2 separate regions of the Mus musculus genome follow, and region 1 is linked to region 2. Evidence: chromatin contacts called from public HiChIP or PLAC-seq data. All regions are on one chromosome and are shown on one strand. The core of a region is the stretch at or near the end of the contact, and the rest is flanking DNA. Distances in the headings are between cores, read along the strand shown. Region 1 overlaps Rgs6 (regulator of G-protein signaling 6). Region 2 overlaps Rgs6 (regulator of G-protein signaling 6).

Evidence for each region. HiChIP or PLAC-seq counts read pairs in DNA pulled down with a chosen protein or histone mark.
Region 1: an H3K27ac HiChIP or PLAC-seq map of heart atrium shows a contact between it and region 2, with 5 times the contacts expected there. The contact joins two enhancer-like sites. A contact is called at or near these places in 3 of 484 Hi-C or Micro-C datasets (the HL-1 cell line, cerebral cortex and nephron progenitors) and 2 of 115 datasets of contacts at active chromatin or transcription factors (embryonic basal ganglia and heart atrium).

The regions. Positions count from the first base shown.
Region 1 is chr12:82,932,287-82,937,139 of GRCm38.p6, forward strand. The region is part of intron 2 of Rgs6 (regulator of G-protein signaling 6); the gene reads left to right. It overlaps 1700085C21Rik (RIKEN cDNA 1700085C21 gene), which reads right to left. Exons shown (of 3, transcript NR_046045.1): 3 at 234-1,108. Among named protein-coding and RNA genes, the nearest start is that of 1700085C21Rik, 4.4 kb to the right of the region's middle. Within about 2 kb of position 3,440, at least 23 of the 459 cell types and tissues checked have an H3K27ac peak or open chromatin away from gene starts, as enhancers often do. A contact at or near this core is called in heart atrium, where this site is marked.
Region 2 is chr12:82,662,318-82,666,809 of GRCm38.p6, forward strand. The region is part of intron 2 of Rgs6 (regulator of G-protein signaling 6); the gene reads left to right. Among named protein-coding and RNA genes, the nearest start is that of Rgs6, 48 kb to the left of the region's middle. Within about 2 kb of position 2,519, at least 22 of the 459 cell types and tissues checked have an H3K27ac peak or open chromatin away from gene starts, as enhancers often do. A contact at or near this core is called in heart atrium, where this site is marked.

The DNA.
Region 1 (4,853 bases), core at 2,190-4,689, 270 kb after region 2:
ACACATTCACACAGATACATACATTCATTCATACATACATACACATAGAGAGAAAGGCATACATGTATACAGACACATACAAACAGGCACACATGCACACACACATGTGTCAGAGACACAGACACACATACAGATACATAAACACACAAAGAAAGACATATACATACACAGACACATAGAGGCATATACACAGAAAGACAAACATGTATACACATGTGTGCACACACATACTTCATCTTGGTGAAGTATAATATAGCTTTAGTTTAATATCTCAAATACAGGTCTAGCCCCTTAAACCATTCTGTAGGAGGTTAGAGGATGAAAGGCCATAAGAAAGTGTGTGTCCCCTGCCCTCCGAAAGCTTAAAAGAATGTAGAAAACAAAAATCTTGAACTTCCGATAACACATAACACACAGCACATACATAGCATGTGACATATTCCATGCAAGCTGCGAGTTGGGTGCCATACAAGAAGATCACTGGCAGAAATCCAGAGGGGGTTCCTTAGGGAGGGACTGAGAGAGGAGACCTTGACAGATGGGGACAGCTTAGATCAGAGTCTCTCTCCTGCCAGTGGCTCACCCTTGCGTTCCACTGGCTTTCAGCTTGTGCGCAACATTTCTGGTATTCAGCCCTCACCTAAAATGAGGCGTCCTCACATGGTGTTGGTCCACAGAAAGGAATGAAACTGTGTGACAGCCAGGACAAATGGAGTCCTCCGGGGCAGAAAGAGAGGAAAAACATGGCATTGTCCCAGGAAGCGACGTGAGAGTCTGGGAGACGGGACAACTGGCAGAGACTCCACTGCGCTGTCTCTTGTCAACTGTCCAGCACTTCAGATGTCACCCGAGGACACCGCAACAATTATCATTCGGGCAGACACTCAAAGTGACTATACATTTTGGCTTGCTTGGTGGCCATGGTTGAGTCTTAAACAAAAGCAGTTGGGGGGGGGGGGCAGTGTGCAGATCTTGGGCCAGGCTTTCAGAGAAGAAGAAATTATGCGCCGTGACAAGCTGTTCCACTATGGCAGCAATGAAGTGGCAGCATTTCCAACCCTGTCTGTCAAACAGGCCCCAAAATACATCTTCATTTGTTGTTGGGCAGCTGGGAAAAAGTCATTAGAGATGTTAGGGTGTATCATCATGGCCCCTGATTCCCTCCCTTCCATGTAGCTAACCCTAACCCCAAGCTACCCTGCTACAAAATAAACAAACAAACAAATAAAACCCCATATCGGCTGTTCATCCATTTGTTTATTTGGTGTGTAGCTAAGGGTCAGACCCAGAGCCTTACATACTGGCAAGTGCTTTTTCATTGAGCTATATACCTAAGCATACCACCTTACTTTGCACTAACGAAAGCCTGGCAGAACATGGGCCAATGAATGGATGAGATCACAGCTTCTAGATAAGGGGCAGAGTTTTCAACTGCAGCAGTTGACCTGACATAGTCATCACAGCCCACACCAGTCTTCTCTGGTTTCTGTGGCAAATGGCCACACTTTGTGGCTTTATTGGGCTGGGGCTAGAGCTCAGTGGCCTACATGAGAGTTCTGTCCTCAGCACCGAGAGATAGTGTACTGGTTTATAACTATACAACTCTGTTCTCTTTTGTGTTCTAGAGGTTAGAAAATCTGACACAGGTGTCACGTGGCTAAAATCAAGATGTTCTCTTCTGAAGGCTCCAGGGGGAATCTGTTTCCTGTTTCTTCAAGTATCTTGAAGTTAGCACCTTACATTGGCTCTTTATCCCTTCCCTCTTCAAAGCCAACCCCAGGAAGTGAAGTCCCTCTTACATGGCCCCACAATAACCTTTGCCTCCTTCCTCCCCCCTACTTTCTTCACCCATTTTTTTGGACTCCTATAACATCAATGGGCTAAACTGGGGATTCTCTAGGACAGTCTCCATCTTATAAGTCATTAGCCACCCTAATTTCCTCTTGCCATGTGACCTGACTGAGTAAACTCCTGGGTCAGGCCAACTGGATCAGGGGTAGGAACAGAAAGACATCATCCTCCCTACCATATACTCTCACACACAGTCTCTAAAACCACCTAACGTAATAAATATGGTCAGCACTGGAGAGAAGCACCTGAGGCTCAGAGGAGACCAAGGTTACCTGGCTTTTGAAAAAAAACCACCTGAGATCTTAATTCCACGTGCAGCCGCCATTATTTGGCCCAGCAGGACAGTGCACCACACAGAAGGTCCACGTGCCTGGTATTCTAGATACACTGACTTTCATTCCCCCATCTGTGAAGAAACTGCTGAATGGATTGGCTGTTATTGAATAGCTCAGGGCATAAAATGATAGTAATAGACAAGACATTCTTAACGCCCCTTGCAGTTACAGCCTACAGGAAATGTACTGAACACCAGAGAGGGTGCCCTATGAACATGTACTGCTGTTGTATCCTGCATCCAAGTGCTGGAATAATGTGCAGCATGCCATGTGACACACAATTCTATCTGCAACCTTTCCCCTTTAGCTCACTTCTGAGTCCAGCCCACCTAGCCTTCCCCAATGATGGCAAATGTGTTGTCTACCTTAGTATGCCTGCCTTTTCCCCACTAAATTGGTAAGTTATCCGAAAGAATGATGCCAGGGTATTTGGTTGAATATGATATTTAATAGTGGTTTGGGAGGTAAAATATAGCTTTAAGAAAAATTGACTCAAGAGATGTATGTGGTTGCATATAATTGAGCATGAGTCTTCTGGGCTTCCAACAACTACAACTGCATTGTGGGTCAGAAGCTCAAGCCTACAGTGAAATCCTAAGCCTATGGATCATTAGACAGCCTCCATCACTACTCCCTTTCTTCCTTTCATCAAAGAATTATAATATACATGTCACTGAATCATCTCTCTCTTCCTACTTCCTTCCCTTTTAATCACAACAGAGAGGAAATTTTCCAGCCAGGCATTAAATTGGGTCAACAGCTAACCCAGCGTGAGTGTAGACAGCGGGTCTAGCAAGTAGTATGTAGACACAGGAAATGAAAGCCACTGTGCTGCCTGTATCCATGCACTGTGGAATGGTGCAAAGGCCCTATTAAGATGGAAAGTAATAAAAGATGAGAGGAAATATGGGCACCAGCAGCCAATAAACATTCCTGCCTTAAGAAAGCATTAGTTCCATGCAATGGCTTCTAATGCCTTTCTTGTAATCTCCCAAGGTAACCTTTGTCACCAAGAGTGGGCCTACAGGACTTCTAGGAAATGGCACAGTGCCTCTGAGCTGATCCGAAACCATTTATGGCAGTTGCACAGGGTTGGCTCAACTTTCAAAGGCTGTCACTGAAGGCGGGTGTAGAAGGATGTCCTTGACCCTGCCGTGCACTCATGGAAGTTGAAGCAAAAGCACACAGACCTGTGCCTGCTGCAAGAGGACATCTATTTCCCTCTTTACTGTGTAGAATGACTCAGAAATGCACTTAATAGCTGGGCTTGCGATCACAATGCAGTGCTAATAACTGTGAGTAAAGGCTATACTATTGGCTCTGCCTAGATCGTCCCTGGAGATCAGAGCAAAGATTCCTTTCTTCCTGTGTCATCCCTTAGATATGACTCTACATGGCTTTTGTTTTCTCTATATGAACCCATAGGACAATGCATTAGAAGGAAGTCTAATATCTGCCCTTGGTGAGTAAGCTATCCCCTAGGGCACCACTGCAGTTCCTTTGAGAGTGAACTTACAGGCCACAGAACAATCAAGAACACATAACTTCCTTCAGACCTCCCAAGGCTTATGCAATAGGTAGCATAAAGCCCTGGAATCATGTGCCTGACCATTCAGATATCTAGAGCTTATGTTACTCTATGTATTCAAAGAGATGGCATGTTATCCTAAACTATGCTATGAGCTGACCCAGAGTCATTCATAGGCAGTGGAGAGGGTGGTGCTCAGAGCCAGCGAAGGAGTTGTATGGCAGATGTGGTTGCAATAAGGTAGGGCCTAGAAGCTAAAGATCGCATGCAGCCTAGAGCTGCAAGAGCCAAGCCATTGAGTCTCTCCTAGGAACGTGAGAGGACTCAGCTTCTCCAGCCACTCCAGACTTCTCAGCTCTGGCAAAAAACAGTAAACAGCTCTGCTTTCAGTCACTAAGTTTGTGATCAGGTGTTCAGGCAACAGTGGGAAGCTAGCAGAGGCAGCTCGCCCTGCTTTCCTCCTTGGGATTAGCCACATTACAGGCTGGCCAACTACAGAAAACTTATCCTAATCTATCAGAGTAAAGTTCTACCGCCCCGGCTCCAACAAATGCCACCCGACGCTATCAACTCCAGCAACTTACTTCATCAAACATGGAATTAGCTTTCATATAATAACTAACAAAAGTATGCACTTGTCCGGTATGTTGGTTATCTTTGGAAGATATGCTTGCAATTTTAATGTTCTATGGGGTTTTTTTTGTTTTTGTTTTTCTTTGTTGTTGTTTTAATCCATTTAAGGAAAACATCATAAAGCTTGGAACTAAATGACCCAGCAATTGAAAACTTAAACAATGAAGACATTTAGCCTTGTGACAACGCCACGGTGTGTGGCCTAGTAGTAAATGAGAACGTAAATATGTTTGCCCAAAAAGAAGATAGAAAAGGAAAAGAAAAGCTATCACTCCAAATGAAATCAATTGTTTGGCGTTTTACGGGGGCTCTGGGGTGGGTTCCCCAAGGACACTCATGCTATGCATGATCTCTGGTTCCACAGATGTGATTAATTTTGCTTCTGTGATTAGGTATGTTACATGACATAGATTTATGGCCAGGGATGTTGTTTGGATGGGTCTGGCCTAATCATATGGCCCTTGAAAAGCCAAGCGCGTTCCCTGGTTAGTAGCAATTGAGAACTA
Region 2 (4,492 bases), core at 1,269-3,768:
TGCCTCTTCCTACATCTTTATGGCCACTGGAAATCCTTGGCATTCTTCAGTTGGCAGGCTAATTCCTTGATCCGCCTTTGCCTTTATCCCATATGCCCTTCTTCTGCTGTGTTCAGCTCTGTGTCTTTCTCCAGCCCTTTTAGAAGAGGACTATCACTGAGTTTAGTCCCCACACTCCAAACCCAGTATGATTCTACTTCAGCTACTTATATTCAAAGGGACCCCCTTCTCAAAGTTAGGTCATGCAAGTCAAATCAACAAACAGTGTATTCCTTGGACTCTAGCTTCTGGCAAAGTACTGCCTGAGGAATAAAGGGTACCGCCAAACTCAGTCCCTGCCCTAGACAAGCCTGCCAGCCTAATGGAGGAGAGCAGGGTGGACCAGGATTAGAAAATAAACTAATTGTTTATGGACCACTGCTCTCAGGCCAGGTTCTGTGGCAGGTGCAGTGTTCATACTGACGCACGCAGAGTCACTGGAAGAACTTGTTGGTAAGACAGATAAGGAAACCAAGAACCAGGGGAGTCATGACTGGCATTGAATGCAGACTTGTGTGCTTTATTCTGAAGCTTGGAGTTTCAGGGAACAAATTGATGTCTGTAAAAAGAAAGAAGAAAAATCTTAAGACTATTTGCAATATATTACAATACAGTTAATGTGAACCATGCTACCTACAGAGGAAGAGGACATCAGAAGAAAAACAACTGAAATTGCATCCTTAAGAAAAGGACTCTGGGTCCTGGAGGCATGTGGGCAAAAGTGTGGAATATCTTTGGTAAAGTGCACTTTCTGTCTAGATGCCCATTAGCTAGTGGTAAAGTTCTGTTCCTTATACTACACGCTGGTAATCCCATTGTTTCTGAAGATGTGGTCAATCAAAAATGCATGTAATATGGCTAACCCATAAAATCAACATCAAACTTAGCTTGACAGCTCATGGTGTCAGTGGTTTCCTCTGGTCCTCATGTGATGGACAAAGGTGTGTCTCACTGCTGCTGCGACCCTCACATGCAGAAATATACTCACCTGGGAGGCCAGGAGAACATAAAAATTTGATGGCAATTTATTGCCCATGTGTATCTCTTTTGCACTATCAAAACACCAAACAAGACTTAAATCATCAAGTACTACCTGCCCTACATACAGAAGATGTATGTGATGCAAGTGTGGCCTCACTCCTCACATGAGGACCTGAAGCAAGAAAATGTATACACTATTACTTCTCAAACTCACATGGTGAGAGGTATCAATCAGTAGAGCCAAGTTCCTTAACAACTGATTTTATTTCTTCCTTCCTCCTTTTAAAAAAATCTGTTCTATTTTAAAAATAAGAATCCAAATAAAAAAGAATCAAATCCCAGAGAGAAAAAAAGAAAGCTTACACATGTCTTATGTCTACCACGCAAGTGTGACTGAAGTTAACACTTTGGCCTGAATCCTTCCAGTTTTGGATGTGGGTTGGGGTGAATGTCTGTTTTAAGCTAGTGGGTTATCATTGCATATGTGAAACTGTATGCTGCCTTCTTATCTATCACTAGATATTAATCTATGACACAAGACATCTTCATCGTCATCAATTATAAAGGTGGAATAACATTTGATAAAGTAGATAGTGCACAGTTATTTATTATTTATTATGTAGGATCTTATGTATTTGGGGCTGGGGTTAAACTCCCTATATAGCTGAGATGGCCTTGAACTTTTGTTCTTCCTGCCTCTACCTCCCTAGTGCTGGTGTTCAAGGCTTGTACTAACATGTTTGGTTTATATGGCGCTGGAATTCAAACCAAGAGTTTCACATGTGCCAGGCAAGCACTCTACCAACTGAGCTACACCCCTAGTGCCTGGAGCATAATTAAGTTAATTAATTAATTAATTAATTAATTTAGTAGTCGTAGTACCAAAGTTTAGAATTCTTAGGTCAAAAGGCACAGCTTGTGTCACACGTGACTACAGCTCTCCATTATTTTCTGCAAGATCACTGTCGGCTTTATATACATACTCAGGCTGGCTTCCTTGGGATGCAGGCAAAGTCCTCTGTTATGGATCATGGAATAAAACTGAGGTGATTCCCAGGAGCGAGGACCCATTTCTCCTCTTTGCTTTCTGTCTTCTAAACCGTGTTCCCATCCTGCTGTCTGAGGAACCCTACAGCAGCACCCAGCTTCCCCTGAGAGCTTTGTGGATGCCAAGGTATCCAGAAAAAATTTTCATCTTGGAGCCTGTCCAAGCCATTTGCTATTTTATCCTCTATTTGTTTTTCTTAAGCAGCTAACTAAATAAGAATACCATCTCAACCTTGCTCCACTCCCCATGGCGGGCGCTTTCCCTGCCTGCACACCCCACCCTCTGCCTACAGTTTAACCATGGGGTAGCTTCTTATATTTGAAAGCTAAATACAAAAGCGCAGCCCTGAGAGCCAGCCAAGTTCTGCAGCCAAGTTTGAAGAATAAAACTTTAAAACAGCTCTTCTGTCACATACTTGAGAGGGGAGGCAGGCTTTGCTATAAATAAAGACACATTCCATTTCTATCTCGTCCTTTGCAGTCCTCTTGGGTAAGGCTCTCTGTGTACGACTACAGTGTTCTCTAGCTGCCCGCTCTCCCTCTCAACTTCCCATTTTATGCCTCGTCTTGTTTCCAGGATCAGCAGCCTTAGAGTTTAGGGACCTTGGGTGACAGAGGAGGCGATGGCACCTGTATTCAGGGTTAGGTGTAATAAGATTCAGGGATTGACTTAAGAAACCATGCTTCCACTGGGGGCCCTGTGTTCCATCCAATAGCTGACTGTGAGCATCCACTTCTGTGTTTGCCAGGCCCCGGCATAGCCTCACAAGAGACAGCTATATCAGGGTCCTTTCAGCAAAATCTTGCTGGTGTATGCAATGGTGTCATTAGAGGCTGATTATGGGATGGATCCCCGGAGCTAGAGAAAGCAACCAAGGAGCTAGAGGGGTCTGCAACCCTATAGGTGGAACAACAATATGAACTAATCAGTACCCCCGGAGCTCGTGTCTCTAGCTGCATATGTATCAGAAGATGGCCTAGTCGGCCATCAGTGGAAAGAGAGGCCCCTTGGTCTTGCAAACTTTATCTGCCTCAGTACAGGGGAATGCCAGGGCCAAGAAGTGGGAGTGGATGGGTAAGGGAGTGGGGTGGGGAGGGTCTGGGGGACTTTTGGGATAGCATTTGAAATGTAAATGAAGAAAATACCTAATTAAAAAATAAATTATTAAAAAAAAGAGAGAACCCATGCTTCCTCTTCATCCCTAACATTTCCCCGCAGCTACATCACAGATCAGCTTCTGCTGGATGCTGTAACAAATACCTCCAATGGACTGGCTTAAAACAAAGCAAAAAATAAAAATAAAAAAATAAAGAAAAAAAAATCCTTGGGCATCAGAGATAGGAAAGGATTTAGCAGTGCTGGGTTCTCTTTTGAGGGTCCAGGGTAAATCAAACTCTCTTTTCTGAGCCTCTCTGGCACACAGCCTTGTATCACTCCATCCTGTATGCATCACCAGAGCCCTCACCCTCATGTTCCCATGAGCCTCTGTTATGACAAGGAAGTCCACCCAGTCAAGCCAGCACAATCTCTCCACTTCAATGCCCACAACCCAGTCACACCTACCAAGCCCCCTTACCTGTATAGTAACGCATTCATTCACAGCTTGGAGGGCATATGGATACAAGAGGCTGAGTGAACATGGGTATCGTTGGAGGCACTTTATTCTCCTTACCATTCTGTCTGTCTAGGAAGAAGACAAGGGAAACTGTTTTGGAAATTTCCCTCCTTGTTTTATAGCTGCCGATAGGGAATGTTGATAGTGGAGTTTTCCTTCTCGTGGGGCAAGGAACAGGTAAAACGATTGTATTCTTTCCATTTGTTTTAGCTGGGGACCACAGTGGGGCCGAGAAGTAGTACATTTCAGACACAGGTAGGGAGGATAAGAGGGATCTTAAAGGCCTCAGTTGCAGTTGGAGCCCATAGTAGGTTTTCCTCAAGGCACAGATATGCCCACACCATAGAGGGGTAACTGTGCTGATGATGTGGTCACAATTAATAAGGAAACCCCCACTTACTCAACTCTATCCAGTATGACCTCCTCACAACTCCACTTGACCCCAGTTATTCTATGTAATTTTTTAAAATCTGTAACATCAAGGCAAATAAATATGTATTTTTTTGAGATAGGGTCTCAGGTAATCTAGGTTGACTTTGAACTAGATATATAGCCAGAGATGGACTTGAACTTCCGATCCTCCTTGGCTTCCACCTCCCAAACACTGGGATTCCAGGCAGGTGACACTATACCCAGTACATCTGGTGCTAGGGAACCACCCCAGGGCTTTGTGCATGTTAAGCAAGCAGGACCAGAGGGTGCAGAAGTTACCGAAACTTCCAAGAGAGAGTAGGACCTTGAACGTTAACATGACTCAAGGTAGTTGAGCCACCTCAAAGACCTACCCAAGAAAACCTATGATGAGACTC